2 separate regions of the Ovis aries genome follow, and region 1 is linked to region 2. A link is a contact called in public Hi-C data. All regions are on one chromosome and are shown on one strand. Each heading gives the region's core, a stretch centred on a gene start, on an enhancer-like site or on the middle of the called end of the contact. The rest is flanking DNA. Distances are from core to core; before and after follow the strand shown.

Region 1 (3,565 bases), core at 178-2,677, 49 kb before region 2:
ATAGTTAATCTTGACCTTACTTACTCAACCATTCGCAGACCTTTAGAAATTGTTAGTCCTTGTGTCAACTATAAAAATTTTTTTAGTAAACCTTCCCCCTCTTGCCTAGGACACATTTCGAATGTTTACAGGTTTTTGCGTTTAGCCCAAATTAAAGACTTTCCCCAACAAGCTTAGTTAATATAACGACTTGATCTTACACAGTCGACACTATCTCATTTTGTTTTTTAAGCCTCTTGGCAACAATACAGCATATGTTCTGCCAGTTCTGAGCTAATCTCCAGGAAAGCCTTTGTATAACGATTGAAGAAACTGAAACAGATCAGTGCCCAAGATTTTTAAGAGCCTACACGAGCATATGTTTTTAATCAGCAGTCAATTTATTTTAAAATAGCTATTTCACCAGTTCGCCTTCTTCCATTAAGCCGTTTTAAAATAAAAAAGGACACACGACCGGGAACACAGGTTCAGGTCAAGTTCAGGACCAGAGGCTTTTCCGAAGCGTTGGGGATGCCGGGGTCTGTATCCCGTCACCCCGTCCACGGGTTGGCCGCGGGTGTCTAGTGGACATCACACTCTCGACCTCTACGCCGCTTGAAGCGTTCCCTACGGCTTCAACGGGTTCAAAAGTGTCAACTTCCCGTCCCAAACTGTTTCTTACTGTTATTATTAAAACAGCTGTCAGCTGGGCTCCGGTGACCTCTTTGTACAACCGTTTATTCAACGCTTTGGGATCCTCGAGAATGCGTCACGGCGGGTTACCCTCGAACGAGCTCCGAGAGCCCGACGGCCCGCGGGTCCGCGAGCACCGGCCCCGCTCACCCGCGCCGCCCTCCCGGCCTCACTCGGTCCCGGCGGCTCAGACTAGGCGCGCCCCCGCTCCGCCCCGCCCCGCCCCGCTCCGGCGGCGCCCCCGGCCGCGCACACCCGCTCCCCGCCCGCCCGCTCGCACACGCGCCGCGGCCCCGCCATGTTCCGGGAGCGGCGCGGCCGCCCGCCCGGCCCCCGCCCCCCCGGTCCCCGCCCGGCCGCTCCCGCCGCGCCCCGGCTCCGGCGCTCCCGGCGGGCGGCCCGTCCTGTCAGCGCGGCGGGGCGGGGCGCGTCCTTACCTCGCTCTGGGGAGGAGACGGGAGCGGGCGCGACTGAGGGGCTCCTCCCGGGCGCCGGGGCCGGGGCTCGAAACCGCGCCCCTCCTTCCTCCTCGCCTGTCGCCACGCCCCCCTCGCCCGCACAGACCCCAGGCACGGCCGGCGCGGGAGGGTCTACCCCCGGGACGAAGGCCTCGGCTCCGCCGTCGCTGTCGTGCTCTCCGCCACCGCCGCCGTAACCGCCGCGAACGCTGCCGAGGCCGGGCTCGAAAACATCTCCGGTCTCCGCCGTCCCTCACCACAGCCTGCTCGCTCCCAGGACGGCGCCGCCCGGCGATTGGCCGTGGCGCGGGCACGTGACGCGCGGGCACGGGACGGGCAGCGTGAGCGCCCCGCCCCCGGCCCGCCGCCCCTTCCGTCCGCCCGCCCCGCCCGCGGCCCGCGGCTCTAGAGGCGCCGGGAGAAGCTTCCCGAGCCGGGGGCGGGGGTCGGGGCGTACCAAGTGGACGCGGGGCAATGGGGTCGGCGGCGGACCGGGCGGAGCCCCGCGTCGCCGTCTCCCCTCCGCCGGCTCCGACCCCAGAAGGCAGGGGCTGAGGGAGCGAGGGAGTAGCGCAGGCGCCGCCTCGCCTTGCGCAGTGGCCACCACCGTGGCTTGACTGGAAACTTCTGGAAATGGCGACGGCGACGAGGAAGAAGAGGCTCTGTCTACGTAGGGTATTCACACGTTTTTGTTTTGCTGGGGCGGGCGGACGAATTTGCCAGCTGGGACCCGGGAGACCGACGCTGCGCCCCCAGCTGGAGGCGGAGGCGGGTGTCTGCCCGGCCCGCGGCCCGCGGCGCGCGGTGGGCCCGGGGCGTCGGGAGAGGCGGGCACCCGCTTCCGCGCACTGCGCCTGCGCGCCGGCCGGCCGCACCTGCGGGAGCCCGGGGACCAGCGGGGCCGCGACGCGCCCTCACCTGCGCCAGGTGGGCCTGGGCCCGTCCCGAAAGCACATCCACGTGCACCTGCCCCCAGGTCCGCACGCACTGTGCAGTACGCCCTCCCCCAGTCACACGTTCGGATAACCTTTATAGACAAATTTCGGTGCATTTTCCCCCAACCGCTCGGGGCACTGCCAGCTGGAGAACTGCGCAAAGGAAAAGTCACCGCCTCGGCAGCCCCGCTGCTGGCAGTCTGACTTCCTCTGGAGGTTAATCCGCGACAGTCTGTACTTGCCCTTATTTAACCACCGAGGGGATTACATAATCGAAGGGAAACCATTTTATTCTGAGTTGCTTCTGGTGACTTTTTATTTACAAGGAGGTTAATCCGCGACAGTTTGTGCATGCCTTTATCTAACCATCAGAGGGCCCTCATCGTTGTGGCCTCTCAACTACAGCATGGGTTTGTGACTTACTGAAGTTACGAGTTTGTCATTAATCAGCAGATGAGCTATTTCAGACGACAGAGAAAGCTACATCCCAGCATTTAACTATATAAAACATAAGCTTGCATTAAAGATCACTGTTTTTTCCTTTCCTACATTTCTCCCATCTTTAAATACATCAGGTTCAAAATGAGTAGTAAGACTGCACCTTGTGGCTAGAAGTGGAACACTGTTACATTTAAGTTGGATATTTATGGCATGAAGTAACAAATACTAAAAATTTATAACCAACTCGTCTGACTTCTCAAGTGGTTGAGTTGGTTCTCATTTAACTCGCTGTAACAACAATAGCAATAACTATTTCTACAGCAGTACAAGCCTCAGTTAAAAATTGAAAGCAAATCTTCAATTTGCTGAAATCAGTTAACCATAATTTATGGCAATAACTACATGCACAGCCTTGTTACTTAAAAATCAGATTACGTGGGTAATTATGATCCAAGGCATTGTACTGACTACTAATGAATAAGGACACTATCTGTACAAAGTTCATTGTAGAAGTTTGTAAAATTTCTACAAGTTGCAAAAAATTTTAAACTCCTATTAAAGATTATATGTGACATTATAAATCAGCCAATTTGTTACTGGAAAGGTTCAAATGAAACTTAGGAAGGGAAGAGGAGCTAATTTTCCTTTTTAATGTGAAACTAGAAGTACAAATCAAGAAGGTAATTCTTATTATAGATATAATAGGATAGAGGCCTGAAAAGCTGGAGCTAGTTGACTATGTAGCTAAGGCTCTTCACTGTAGAGCCCTGTCTTTCATTAGCTCAAATCTCTTCAGCAAGTGGGCAAAATGTTTTTTTAATAGCACCAGGTCAAGGATCCCAAGCAACAAACATCACTCTTAGCCAAGGTTAAGTTTTATCACATTTATTTAGGATTATTACTACCAGACACTTAAAATGTGCATACGTGGTATGTGAAATAGAAGCCATCTGCAAAATTTACTCTTTACAACTTCTTACCGTTAGAATCAACTACTGTTATGTTTTCTACATGAAGTCCAGTTAGATCATTCAGAAAATCCTGCCATATTTCAGGAAG
Region 2 (3,369 bases), core at 668-3,167:
TGTCCATTAGATATTTTAGTAACTTTATAATATATAGCACAACTAAGATATAGATATTGTTAGCAAAGGGAAATGGCACAAGGATCCACAGTATTCCTTTTTTTTTTCTTTTTAAATTTATTTATTTTAATTGGAGGCTAATTACTTTACAGTATTGTATTGGTTTTGCCACACATCAACATGAATCCACCATGGGTGTACATGTGTTCCCTATTCTGAACTCCCCTCCCACCTCCCTCCCCATACCATCCCTTTGGGTCATCCCAGTGCACCAACCCCAAGCATCCTATATCATGCATCGAACCTGGGCTGGCGATTCATTTCATATATGATATTATACATTTCAATGCCATTCTCTCAAATCATCCCACCCTCACCCTCTCCCACAGAGTCCAAAAGACCGTTCTATACATCTGTGTCTCTTTTGCTGTCTCGTATACAGAGTTATCATTACCATCTTTCTAAATTCCATATATATGCGTTAGTATGCTGTATTGATATTTTTCTTTCTGGCTTACTTCACTCTGTATAATAGGCTCCAGTTTCATCCACCTCATTAGAACTGATTCAAATGTGTTCTTTTTTAATGGCTGAGTAATACTCCATTGTGTATATGTACCACAGCTTTCTTATCCATTCGTCTGCTGATGGACATCTAGGTTGCTTCCATGTCCTGGCTATTATAAACAGTGCTGCGATGAACATTGGGGTACACGTGTCTCTTTCAATTCTGGTTTCCTCGGTGTATATGCCCAGCAGTGGGACTGCTGGGTCATAAGGCAGTTCTATTTTCAGTTTTTTTAAGGAATCTTCACACTGTTCTCCATAGTGGCTGTACTAGTTTGCATTCCCACCAACAGTGTAAGAGGGTTCTCTTTTCTCCACATCGTCTCCAGCATTTACTGCTTGTAGACTTTTGGATAGCAGCCATTCTGACGGGCGTGAAATGGTACCTCATTGTGGTTTTGATTTGCATTTCTCTGATAATGAGTGATGTTGAGCATCTGTATATCTTCTTTGGAGAAATGTCTGTTTAGTTCTTTGGCCCATTTTTTGATTGGGTCGTTTATTTTTCTGGAATTGAGCTACAGGAGTTGCTTGTATATTTTTGAGATTAGTTGTCAGTTGCTTCATTTGCTATTATTTTCTCCCATTCTGAAGGCTGTCTTTTCACCTTGCTTATGGTTTCTTTTGTTGTGCAGAAGGTTTTAATATTAATTAGGTCCCATTGTTTATTTTTGCTTTTATTTCTAATATTCTGGGAGGTGGGTCATAGAGGATCCTGCTGTGATTTATGTTGGAGAGTGTTTTGCCTATGTTCTCCTCTAGGAGTTTTATAGTTTCTGGTCTTAGGTTTAGATCTTTCATCCATTTTGAGTTTATTTTTGTGCATGGTGTTAGGAAGTGTTCTAGTTTCATTATTTTACAAGTGGTTGACCAGTTTTCCCAGCACCACTTGTTAAAGAGATTGTCTTTTCTCCATTGTATATTCTTGCCTCCTTTGTCAAATATAAGGTGTCCATAGGAGCATGGGTTTATCTCTGGGCTTTCTATTTTGTTCCATTGATCTATATTTCTGTCTTTGTGCCCACAGTATTTCTTAAATGTTACATTGAAGGGGCAGAATTAAAGCTTCACAGCACATGCTAACTTTGCAAATTGTTAATAAATACAGACATTATGCTGCATCTGTATTGCCACAAGGGAACAACTAAGATATTACTAATTTTAAATGCCAAGCTGTCAGCAAGAATGAAGCTGAAATCCAGGGATGTTCCAAGAAAAGGCAGAAACATGCCTGGAGCACTGAGTAAACTTTCAGGCTGAATTGATGTGACTCACTGGACAACCCTGGGTTTCTAAATTCTTTTGCAGCCTACGTGTCAGGAAGAATAAGGGCTACTCTTGTTCTGTACCGCCACCTAGTGGACAATGACACCCAGGCTCCGGCACATTGCTCGCCCGTTAGGTAAGGAACTGATGAATACTGTTTGGGACAAAGAAGATGAATTGCCCTTTGAGTTTTAGTTTCGGTTTGGATTTCAAAATGTCTGGTTAGTGAAGCAAATGTGGTATTTCATCATCTTTGATCAGCCCGTAGGAAAGAATAAGCAGCATTATAAGCTGCATCTTTTCTTCTTTTCAAGCATTAAAAATACATAAAGGTGTTCTCTCCACCGAGTTGCCATTAATAATTAATTTTAAAAAATCTCTTTTTGTCCTCCTTCTCCAGCTCTTGCTACCTATTTCATAAGTCTTTGATACCAGCTGCAACAACTCAACCGTTTGTTTTAAAGCAAAAACAATTCAGGTCCCCTTGCAAAGTATTTCAAATTGTGGGAGCAACACATGAGTGAATCCTGACATCAATACAGGGGGTCTTGCCCAGAATTAACAAATAAAATATTCATTTTTTGAGGCGTCTCCGCACTGTTTTCCACGACACGACCGCACTTCTGTGAGAAATAATCCAAGACAGTCGGACTCCCAGAAGCAGGAGGGGTGAGGCGGAGGTCAAGTTTCAGTTACAGGAGATGAGGACGTTCCAGAGATCTGCTGACCAACACTGTGTTTGTAGTTAACCACACCATATTGTTCACTGAGCATTTTAAGAGGGTAGATGTCATGTTACGTGTTATCACAATAAAAAAGGGATCATTCAGGAGGACTATGAACAACAAAGAAAAAAAGAAAGAAAAACAGACTAGCTTGGAATCTAAAATGTCAACCAGCCTCCAACATGTATGGTGAATGTAATTTTCTGAAAACTGTTACACGCATATGTGTTATATGTCTTCTGTCGTGAGGTAAAGGGCTTTTCATCCTGTGGGACAAGTTCAAGAAAGTTCAAAAGGCTCTGCTCTGTTGTTCTTGAAAAACACCCAAATTACAGGTAAAAATCTGTTATATTGCAAATTGATTAGGGTTCCTTGTATGTAAACAGCTTCACTGTTTCTGAAATAGGCGGTTTAAGATGCCCTGAGGCAGGTAACCATCAGCATCCAGAGCGCAGAAGTGGAACTCTGTCGGCCAATGTACCCTTTGTCTTTGATGTGAGGACGTGCCAGATGGTCTGGAAGCCTTGGTGATGGGGCCCAGCCTCTGGAGCCGGACAACCATGGTTTTGAATTCCGAAGCAGATGATTCTCACTGTATGTCAGCCTCTGTGGTCTCAGTGTCCTAATTTGAATGTGAAACTGTTCACGCTTACTGCGTGGAGCTGTCGTGAGAAGCACATGGCCAATGCACACCAGTGTGCCCAGCACATGCAGCTGAAGGTGAAAGCTGCTCAGTCGTGTCTGACTCTTTTCGACCCAATGGACTATACAGTCCATGGAATTCTCTAGGCCAGAATATTGAAGTGGGTAG

What was found. Hi-C and Micro-C count contacts between places; a contact is called where the count stands out from the background.
Region 1: a Hi-C map of hypothalamus shows a contact between it and region 2, with 2.7 times the contacts expected there. The contact joins the promoter of ANKRD12 here to the enhancer-like site in region 2. A contact is called at or near these places in 14 of 16 Hi-C or Micro-C datasets (blood, hypothalamus, liver and 6 more).

The regions. Positions count from the first base shown.
Region 1 is chr23:41,949,590-41,953,154 of ARS-UI_Ramb_v3.0, reverse strand. It overlaps ANKRD12 (ankyrin repeat domain 12), which reads right to left and starts at 1,427. Exons shown (of 13, transcript XM_060405238.1): 1 at 1,110-1,427. NDUFV2 (NADH:ubiquinone oxidoreductase core subunit V2) reads right to left here. Exons shown (of 8, transcript XM_015103655.4): 8 at 3,376-3,565.
Region 2 is chr23:41,901,424-41,904,792 of ARS-UI_Ramb_v3.0, reverse strand. No RefSeq gene overlaps it. Among named protein-coding and RNA genes, the nearest start is that of NDUFV2, 26 kb to the left of the region's middle. Within about 2 kb of position 1,917, at least 12 of the 54 cell types and tissues checked have an H3K27ac peak or open chromatin away from gene starts, as enhancers often do. A contact at or near this core is called in hypothalamus, where this site is marked.